3 separate regions of the Gossypium hirsutum genome follow, and regions 1 and 2 are each linked to region 3. A link is a contact called in public Hi-C data. All regions are on one chromosome and are shown on one strand. Each heading gives the region's core, a stretch centred on a gene start, on an enhancer-like site or on the middle of the called end of the contact. The rest is flanking DNA. Distances are from core to core; before and after follow the strand shown. Region 1 holds the start of LOC107945645 (COP9 signalosome complex subunit 1). Region 2 has its middle 26 kb from the start of LOC107935160. Region 3 holds the start of LOC107923650 (UDP-galactose/UDP-glucose transporter 2).

Evidence for each region. A called contact is a pair of places that touch in the nucleus more often than the background predicts.
Region 1: a Hi-C map of leaf shows a contact between it and region 3, with 2.2 times the contacts expected there. The contact joins the promoter of LOC107945645 here to the promoter of LOC107923650 in region 3. A contact is called at or near these places in 2 of 34 Hi-C or Micro-C datasets (both in leaf).
Region 2: a Hi-C map of leaf shows a contact between it and region 3, with 2.8 times the contacts expected there. The contact joins the enhancer-like site here to the promoter of LOC107923650 in region 3. A contact is called at or near these places in 3 of 34 Hi-C or Micro-C datasets (all in leaf).

What each region holds. Positions count from the first base shown.
Region 1 is chrA12:79,626,824-79,630,500 of Gossypium_hirsutum_v2.1, reverse strand. It overlaps LOC107945645 (COP9 signalosome complex subunit 1), which reads right to left and starts at 1,518. Exons shown (of 6, transcript XM_016879726.2): 1 at 950-1,518; 2 at 544-864. The coding sequence starts at 1,369.
Region 2 is chrA12:79,758,138-79,761,727 of Gossypium_hirsutum_v2.1, reverse strand. No RefSeq gene overlaps it. Among protein-coding and RNA genes, the nearest start is that of LOC107935160, 26 kb to the left of the region's middle. Within about 2 kb of position 1,492, at least 2 of the 9 cell types and tissues checked have an H3K27ac peak or open chromatin away from gene starts, as enhancers often do. A contact at or near this core is called in leaf, where this site is marked.
Region 3 is chrA12:79,369,328-79,372,998 of Gossypium_hirsutum_v2.1, reverse strand. It overlaps LOC107923650 (UDP-galactose/UDP-glucose transporter 2), which reads left to right and starts at 2,221. Exons shown (of 7, transcript XM_016853836.2): 1 at 2,221-2,914; 2 at 3,158-3,186. The coding sequence starts at 2,789.

The DNA of each region.
Region 1 (3,677 bases), core at 269-2,768, 260 kb before region 3:
AGTTCAAATTAATTACACAAAACAAAGTTTTAGGGACTGCACAAGAAAAAGGCAGCAAAACTTGACCCTCAAGGCACACAACCATTGTACTGCATTACCATCAAAGCATATAATACTGATTTTCTCATATCAAACTAGCCAAGTCTCATAAGTTCTCTTCCATAATCTTACAACACAGAACAAAACTAAAAGAAGATTTCAGACTTCATTGTAGGAAAGCGGTGTGCGACGCCATGCCTATCAGATTGTTTGAACTTGGTCCTTAAAGTTACTAGGCTCAAGCTCAAGTCTGTATTCATTTTGAATTTATAGCACAAAATAGCTTTTGAACTTAAATACAAGTCACTAGACAATAAATAGGTAAATGGCGAGAATTTGACTGGTTCAATTATAACGTGTGAATAACCACCCATTTTCAGAGATACATGCCTATGCAAAAGCCAAATGAATCATAAATACCACAATTATCTTCTACACTATTCAGCCATACACGAACACAAGCAGAAAAAACAAGCCATCACAACAAGTTATAAGTAGACAAACCTTACGAGCTGCAAGCTTGTACTTCTTAGCCTCCAAATGAGCCAACCCGGCAGCACAACATAGCTTAGCAACAGTTGGGGGATCAAGTGCTTCAGGTGTTTGCTCAGCTTTACTAACGTAGCTAGTCACATTACTAAATTGAACCATTTCAATGCTCACAAGAATTGCATTCAAACACATCTGAATAATATGCTTCGACGTAGTACAATAATCGCGAGTTCGAACATAGCTTTTAAAAGCATCCCCCAATGCACCATGAGCATAGTAAAAATCACCAAAATCATTGTATCCCATTCTTATACTTTCTTTAATTAAATTCGTCTGCAAATAAATAAAAAATAAATAAACAAGGATCAAACTAGCCTTAATTAAAAAGTTTTTATTCAATTGAAATAATTTAATTTACCCTATAAGCATTGAGTTCACTTTCGAGCTTTTCTTTCCTCTGCTCAGCTTTCCGCTCAATCGTAGAGCACCATGCAGCATCCATCGCATAATTAGGACCCAATCGACCGTCGATCTTCTGAACTACTTCACGGTAAAGATGGGTGTTTTCTCCCCTTTTGATTTCATCATAAGCCATCCTAAGGGCTTCCAATTGCATACCGGGATTGTCGCAGTGGTTGGCAATGAACATGAGGCGCTTGATCTTAGTTCGGCCAGTGTAAAGCCCAGCGTAAGCCTCGATATCTAGCGGTTCGCCGCTTACGATTGGCCGGTTCTTCCGCCTCGATGTAGAAGTTAACGGCGATCCGTCGACACCTCCGGTTCCATTTGCCTGCATCTCCTCCATCATTGGATTTGAAGCGCCCTCTATGCCATCCATTGCGAAGGAAAAAAAATAAAGAACCAAAAAATTGAAAGGGGGATTTTAGGGTTAGGATTTGTGTGAAATAATTTTGGATTTTTTTTACACAGTAGCAGTGATGAAGAAGGGATTCGCTGGCACGTGACATCTTTAACAGCTAGCTTGCCGACGTAACAACTACGTTTAAACCGGTTACGGTTAATAGACTTATTCACAAGCTAGTGTAATTAAAACAATATATATATATTCATTTTTATATTATAAAAATAAAAATTAATTTAATTCGATTTAGTTTGGCTCGGATAATTACAGTATTTTAATTTATAATTGGAAAACAAACCTTTCAACTAGACCGAATCAAAATCAAACCGAACATCATTATAATTCAAATCAATTTTTTATTTTCTCGATTCTTTTAAATGTCTTTTGTAATTACATTATGTGCTATCAAGCATCACATATAAATTTAAAAGGGTTAAATCACTATATGAAGCTCGAACTAGACAATTATTCTCACATTGGGGCTTAAACTTTTTTTACGAAGTTAATCCTTAAATTTGACAATTTCTCATATTGGGGCTTGAACTTGACAATTGTTTTCACATTAGGATATGAAATTCAGGGCTTTCAAGAAAATATCAGGGACTAACTTCTTGGATCTAAAAAGAGTTTAAGCCCAAATGTAAGTACAATTATCAAATTTAGAGGTTAACTTAAATAATAATAATAATAAAGTCAAACCCTAATACGAGAATAATTGCCAAGCTCAAACAATAATTTAACTTAATTTAAGTGTTATACTATTATATTGTATATGAGAAGCCATTAACATAGAGGCCCAACACTACAACCCCCCCAACCTACCTAAACTATGGTGACATAATCCACATGCCGCTTCACTCAAGGAGTCTCACCCTTAGAGTTTAACCTCAAGAAGCTTCGCCCTGTAAACGCAAACATCACATCTCCGATATTAGGGACGAAGCTAGAGGGCCCTCCCAATGAAAATTGCATTTTTAGTCTCTTGAGTATTTAAAGTTTTAAATTAATTTAATGTAAAATTGCATTTGAACTCTTAAAATTTAAGATTCAATTATACTCTCTTTTACAAACAAAAAGTTAATAATTTAATCCCTTGAAAATTTTAAAATTTTACATTAATGCAATGAAGAAATTATATTTTTAGCTCTCTCAAAAATTTATAATTCATATTTAGTTTCTTCAAAAAAAATTATGGCTTTACCCTATTCGAAATCAATATAATCTGAAGGAAATATATGAGAAAGAACCCTAAAGACTCCCATCAATCACCACAACCAACAATTCCCTATATGGTTTCCCCAAAATCGCATCTGATTGCACCCTATGTTAACACCCACAACCCTACCATGGAAACTGGCTGTTATTTTCCTATAAATACTTCAAATGGAAGAGAAGAAAATACATATTGGATTTCAATCTCTCTTTCATTATTTGTTTAGCTCTCAAAGAATAACGGTTCTCTGAACCTCTCATAACAAGAACTGACATTATATTAATAGCTCTCCATATCTTTAATAATATGAACCACAATTACAAAAAACATCAAATTTATGTATTATAACAAAAATTAATTACACTCTATTAACTAAATACGAATAATCTAATTACGAAGGGAATTTCATGATGGAAAAAGATGAATGATGAACTTAGCATTTCAATCCACATTTAATTTTGACTTGAATCAACACCTAGCAAACAACCTTCAATGGATAATGTAATAAATATTGAACTGTGTCATCAGTTGAAACGTGTTGGTGTCCGAGGTATCCTCATTTTTGGTCCACAAAACTGAGCTGACTCAGTGCCAGGCAAGAGAGATTCGAGTCTTGGTCAATCCAAGACAAAGGTGGTGAACAATATGAGTATGGAACATAATAATACATGACATTATGCCCAAACATAAACAATTTGGTTCCTTTTTTTCAAATAAACAAACCAAAAAGCGAAATCTAGTTTATTGCCTGTTTCTTTTCATTTGTTTAGTTTAGTGGTAGAGACGAAAATTAGGTAGGGATTGGCTGATTTCATCTATTGTTGTGAAAGCAACCTTTTATCCTCTTAGGTTTTTGATTTTTAGATTCTCAAATGATATATATATATAGTTCATATGCAGTGACGTTTTCAATGAAATATGTATTCAATCAATTTGGTACAAAGCTTGGAGGCGAAGAAAGGGTAATACAATATACACTAGGTTTTATTTTGTAATTAGTAAAATTGTCATAGAGGTCCCTATATTAGGGGTTGGGTTGCATTTTGTCCTTTCTATTAAAAAAATGGGTAA
Region 2 (3,590 bases), core at 243-2,742, 390 kb before region 3:
ATATATAATTACAATATTAACAATGATATTCTCGTAATTCATGCATGGTCGGCAATGGAAGGAGGAATTTGAGCATGCAAAACATTTTCTTTAACTAAAATAATATAATATGTAAAAAAGAAGAAGCAGCAAAGTTCTGTATAAAGATTGATACATCCTACCAACTTTTGGGTTTGATGTGGTCGGCAGCTATGAACTTTATTATTTCTACATTAATGAAGTTCACACCGCCAAGATTTTGATAATGATACTTTTATTATTGGATTCAACATTAATGGTTGAGATGATTTAGTTTTTGATGATTTATATTTTTTATTTTTATAATATTTGTGCTATTGTCATCATCATTGTTATCAGTTAATTATTAAAAAATTAAAAATTAAATGATTATTTTATAAATTGTTATAATTTAAAAAATTCATTTAATAATAATGAAAATTTCTGCAAACGATTTCGGTTCATTTAACATAATTTAATGAGAAATCATACCTTTAATGCAGTAAAGAAATAAATAATAATAAAAAGTCATTTAACTCTATTTTAAAATTATTAAAACGTTGAAAAAAATATTTTTTCAGAAAAATAACAGCAGACCAGCCTGCCATTGCCGCAAAACATGTTCTTAAATGCCGACTGTCCACTAATTTTCCTTTATAAATTGATAATTTGTAATTTAAAAAATTTTCAAAATTTTATTATAAAAATATTTATATTAAGAGTTAGATTTTATTTTGTTTTAAATGTATTTTTTGATGATGTTACTGGTTGGGCCATGCCAAGAAAAGAAATGGTGTAATCTGTTTACTTTTATTCTTTATCTATAAAAAAAATAATAAGTTGATTCTCCTGTTTAAAATTTCATTCAATTTTACTGTTTAAAATTGGTATTTGTACACTAGTATGAGGTAAATGTGGTATTTCACGTGTCACTATTTGATTATTTCGTCAATCGTGCTAATTTTTAATAGAAAAAATTAATTCAATCTTTGATTTAATGTACAATAACTGATTTGTTCACTTTTTACTATAGAGAACAAAATGCAATTTGACTCATCGTATAAGGGTCTTCATGTATTTTTACCAATAAACTATCAATCTCATACTCGCACAAATTACTTTATACAATATAAAGGATTTTTTATTTACTTAAAAATTAATCTTTTTTAGAAATATTATGAGAAAAACTTCTGAAAATTTACCAAATAATGTCTAAAGGTTATAAAATAAAGTTCATTTTGTTAAAATAAGTCCAAAAAAATTAAAACTGAAATTAATATGGAAAAAATAAGAATTAAACTGAATTTTCATAAATAATTCAAAAAATTTCAGATTGAACCAAATCAAACTCACTCTTACCACAAATATCAAAAGAAATAAATTGATAATATGTAAGCCATTAAATCTATTACAACATTACAAGAGGCCCAAAACATTCCAAACTTGTTTGTTGGTCCAACCCCAAACTCAGCCCAATGGTCATACATTCTTAAACCTAAAGGATCAAAGTTTACAAAGGATTTGTTGGGGGTTAAACATTGCTTACTGGACCAAACTCCATGGTGTTGTTAACCCAATGCTTCAACTCCGAAATTGTTAGCATACAAGAACCATAACTCCATCAACGATAATAATGACTAATTTCTTTATCGAAGATATATTTATTTTTCTTAAATTTTATAAAAATAACATATCAAGTCTAAAAACTCTATACACAATGAAATGATAAAAGATTCGTATTTAAATTTTTAGTTAACATTAATTTCAAATTTGACGCTTTAAATAAAATCTAAAAACTAAGTAAAATTGTAAATTTTAATGAAATAATTTTTTTCTTAGTTGCCAAATTGCTCATTAGTACAGAAATATTTGTACCAATATTTGGCCTTTTATGGTGACATCAATAGATGTATTTGTAATAGACATGCAATGCTGCTGCATGTGAATATTATTGTACGATTGAATGGAAGGGGAAAATAATAGTAACAGGCTTTTTTGACTCCCACCAAATGAACATATGATCTGATTTTTGGCTTCTCATCTCTCATAATTTGGCCACCAGATTGCTCAAATTTCTTCCACATTTTCTAAATTATCCCATTAATTAAATTTAAAAGTTGATCTAAAATTTGGATAGAAATATTAAAGTTGATCTAAAATTTGGATAGAAATATTAAACTCGAAAAATGAGATTAGATAAAAAAAATTAAACTTGTTTAAATATGGGCTAAGCTTGAGTTCCAATATGCAAAACTCAAACTTGATTCATTTTTAAGTTTACAATATGTTAATTTTTTATTTTTTTATTTATATTTTTATAATTCATATCATATGAAAAATTAAATAAACTATCTATAACGTAAATATTCAAAAAAAAATTAGTTTTTTAGGTTGATAAATTGAATTATATATAATAGTAGTATAAGGAATATATATGGCTTTTTTACCCACAACAATACAAATAAAAAAGAAAACTCAAATGGTATGCTAATGAAATTATTTATCAAAATGATACATTTACTATAGTGTTCTGTCGGTACCATCAAACAAATTGGCGGCACCAGACTAAAATATAATGACCTAAAATATATAGGGACTTGATATGTAAATTTCCTGTTGAAACCATTTTTGACATTAAAAAAAGGGGATCGACTTTTTGAAAACCAAATGTGGAGTCGCCATCAATTTTTTCATTTAAGTGTGATTGGGTCACCTAGTAAAACATTTTGTTTTATTTAAATCGATTTTGGCCTACGTAAATTTGAGAAAACGGGTTCGGGAGTCGGTTACGTATGAAGAAGGATTAGCACCCTCACTACGCCCAAAATTGGTACGAAATTGATTAAGTACTGTCCTTATGTCTAAGATTTAAAGCTATTTTTGAAATATGGTTCCTTTTAAAACATTTGAATGGCTTAAGTTAGTCGTCAAAATTCTCTTGTTTCGAAGGTATACAGCATCACATCCAGCGCGATAGGACAAGATCCTTTATACCCTCGAAAACACGATAAATTCTTGACTTCCAAAAGTTTATATGTTGAAAATTACAAAAGGATGTCCGATTATTTAGTCCAACGAAAAATCGAAACCCAGCACGGCAAGGCACGATTCCTCGAATTTCCAAACATTGGACATTGCCTTGCTTTAGAATTTTTAAAACAAGAGGGAAATTCTAAAGGAATATTCAATTATTTTGAACAAACAGAAAATCGAAACCCAATACAATAGGGCACGATTCCCCGATAACCCAGTACGCATTAATTTTAAGGAATTTTCAGACGAATAATTTCTTTTGAGTTGGAAATTATAAAGCGATATTTTGTAAATCAAAAGGAAAACAATGATCATGGGATGATATACACACATAAGATACAATACTTGATAAATGAAGATATAAATTTGAGGAACCAATCGGTGAAACAAACAATAATATATAACTAATCACCGAACAACATAACCAAATTTACAAGTATGGATGAACAATGATTGATTTAATAATGCAAAAAAAAAAACAAATAAATGATGTGCAACAAACATACATGAAATAACGATACAGTTAACACATATACAACATAAAACTAATATGATACAAA
Region 3 (3,671 bases), core at 972-3,471:
AGCTGAACAGAAACTCATAAGGGTTAAACAGAAGCTCGTGAGAGCTAAACAGAAAGTAAACACGAAAGTTCGCAACAAATGCTAAACCTCAATTTACTTGGGTAATTTGCCATCAATTCCTCCAATGCCGTCAATTCATCGATTGCTGAATGTACTCATATCCCACTTTCCATTTAATCCGAACATTCAATTCAATTTTGTAACTTTAACAATATTTTATTTTCAACAATAGAATAAATATATAATACCATTCATCAATTCAATATAAATATTAAAGTTTAATCGTATGAACTTGCCTAAATTAATTTGTACGATTTGCAGAAGTTTAGGGATTATTCTGTTAATTTTCCTTTTTCACGAGTGTCTACGGGCTCTTGATTTGAAGTAAAAATATGAAAAACCAGCTTAAGGAGCTCTTCTATGACTATTTTTGGCTGAGAATTGAAGAACTGCCTAGAAACCTTTAGATTTTTAATTTGATATTTTAAATTTCATTATTTCCAATTTTGCCCTTTTAATCACATTATTTTGTCATTTTTTTTGTGCTTATGCCGCCTCAGCCACTTCACTTAGGCCCAATTACTCTTTAAGTCCTCGCAATTTACCATTTAAGTCATTTAATCACTATTTATTTTAATTAGCAAGTTTTGTACCTTTTTCAATTTTGTCCTTTTTAATTAATGAATTATCAAAACAATAAAATTTTCTAACGAAACTTTAATACTACCTTAATGACACTCCTTAAATATTTATAAAAATATTTACAGCTTGGTTTATAGAAATGAGGTCTCGATACCTCATTTTCTAAACTGCTTGACCTAATAAATTCTTATAAAACACAAATTACTAATGCAAAAATCTTTCTAAAATCACATTTGACTTGCAAATACTAAATAATAAAATTTACGAGCTTACTCGTTAGATTTGATGGTCTCGAACCACTATTTTTCGACACTACTAAAAATTAGGTTATTAAAAAAGTGACTATTTTTATAGTTTACCTAATATTATATTATTCAATCGAATAATTATTTTAATTTTAAGCTAAAAATTATAAATTATTATAACTTTTACATCCATTTATTAATTATATCGAGGCAATATTACTAATATATATATATGGATGACGTTTATTGTGCATGAAAACCCAATTATTTATTACTCTCTTCCCACCGTTACATTTATAAATGAAAAACGTTAATAAGGGAGCCTTTTTGTTTTCACGTGTTATGTTTGGGTTTTTAATTGTAAGCACTAATTTATTTCCCGTTTTAAATTCGAATTTTATGAATAAAAAAATTAATTGTGTAAGAACTTTATTTCTTGTTTAAGGGTTTAATCTTGTTCGACTCTAATACATGGGTTGGCATTTGGGGCTAATTAGCCCAACCTCTAAAATATAAAATTTTAATTTAATATATGATAAGATTATAGTTTAACCTTAAAAGATAAAAATTATAAATATATAAATTATTAAAATTTTGAAATTACATTTTTAGTTTTCATAAAAATATACAACTATATCCTAATCCTCCTGAATTTTTTTTTGATATAATGCCTACAACTACCTATAGCATTTCTCTAACCCATAAATAGAAAGGTAATACGCTTCAACACATTCAAGCTCATATTCTCCTACATTGACAATAATACTCATATTAATTAAGTTAATATTCAATCGACACGTTATTATTATTATTATACTTAAAAAGAGAATCAAAAGTTTAGGTTTGTATGTACAAATAATTTCTCAAAAAGGAATGGAGAAATAAAGAAATTATTACATGTATTTAGGTTAAATTAAAAAGATGATAATTATCTCATTGATAAGTGAAATATATCATAATTTCTTAATTTTGGTCATAAAATTTGAAGGAAAAAAAATCATTACCACCAATCATAATCCATAGATTAATTCCTAACATTTCTCCACAATTTTCTAATGATAATTTAGGTAAGAGACATAAATAATAATTTCGATACTATTAGATATGTTTCAATCACACATAATTCCAAATATTATCACTTCACTTTATGAAAACTTATAAATTAATCCTTCTATTTTAATTTTTCAAAATTTAATTTCTATACTTTATGAAAACTAAAATATTAATCCGATTTCTGAGAATAAAGTTAAAATATACTTTTAGTCCCTATACTTGTACAAAATTCAAGATTTAATTCTTGTATATATGACATGGTATGTAACTTACAAAATCTACCAAAAATGATAATGATTAGATTAAAATTTTAAATTTTAAAATACAAAAGCCAAATCTCAAATTCTAACCCTTACTTAACTACTTATATTTACTAATTCCTTTCATTAATAATGTGATTTAAAAATGTTATTCAATTAACTTATCAATAAAATTTAAAATTAGCCGTTAATAAAGAATGAAGTTTGGCCGTAAATGGCAAGTTAGTCCTTGAATTTTCCAACTCATATAAAAATTTTCTTGGGAAAACGCGCATAGGAGATACAAATTCCACCCTTTCAAGTTTTCTTCTTCTCCCTCTCTCTCTCTCTCTCTCTCTCTCTCTCTCTTTGCTCTGTTTTTTCTCTGTTTGTATCAAAAAAATCCATAAAACAGAGCACTTAAACATAACCAAATCATTACCAAAAGTCAACAACAACATGCAATAGAAGTTATATTTAAAGGGTTTTTTTTTCTTATAAACATGGTTGATCCAACTTAATTTTCATATCTTTAATTAAATTGACTGCTTCTTTTTGTTTTTGCCCTTAAGTTACCAAATTGAGTGAAAAAAAAAACAGAGACAGCAAATGAAAAACGAAGAACAAGCACGTTTCTTGTTTGGGATTTCACTCTCTGATTTACCTAAATGGAAACAGTTTCTTATTTGTTCTTCTGGGTTCTTCTTTGGTTACCTTGTTAATGGCGTTTGTGAGGTATTTTTTTATTTTTCTTTTTGTTTATGTGAATTCTGCGGGAAAAGCCTGGGAAAAAAAAAGGAAAAGTCTTGGTGTTGGATTTTGTCTTTTTGTTGAAGAGATATATGAGGCACTCAAATGTAGAAGTCTAAATGATTGAGTTGATTCCTTTTTCTTTTCTTTTTATTTTCTTAGCAACCAAACAGAGCTTAATGCATGATCTAGTAATGGTGGTGACTAATTATTTTTGCTACTTTTCAGGAATATGTATACAACAGACTCCAGTTCAGGTAATTGCAATTGTTTTTCTTCAAAGGGGCGGCTTCTATTTAGGGAGGTTTACTTCTTTCGAAGAAGATTGATGACTGTCAATATTATCTCTGAATTGAGTTGAGGTTTTATCTTCGAAAAAAAATTCGAATGTCTGAAGAGGTCAATTTAGTACGGGTTCACGAAGTGGGAGTCACTCACCACACATGATCACCCATCAAAGGAGAGGGTGGGTTTGAATCCCCAACCTATAGGACATAGTTCACTAGAGGGGAACATAGTATTCAAGGACAAAATTTGACTTGTTGTAGAATTTGTCAACTCCAAATTGACAAACCTTTTAAACGAGTCATTATTGTCTTTGGATTAGGTCGAGGTTTTGTTATTAGACTCGCCAGAAAGCCCAAGTGCTTGAAAAAGGCTATCTGTATGTGTGTTCACAGCGCGAAAGTGCATCACCAACTCGGTTTGTGCATGATGCAAATGGTGGCAATTTACTATTAGC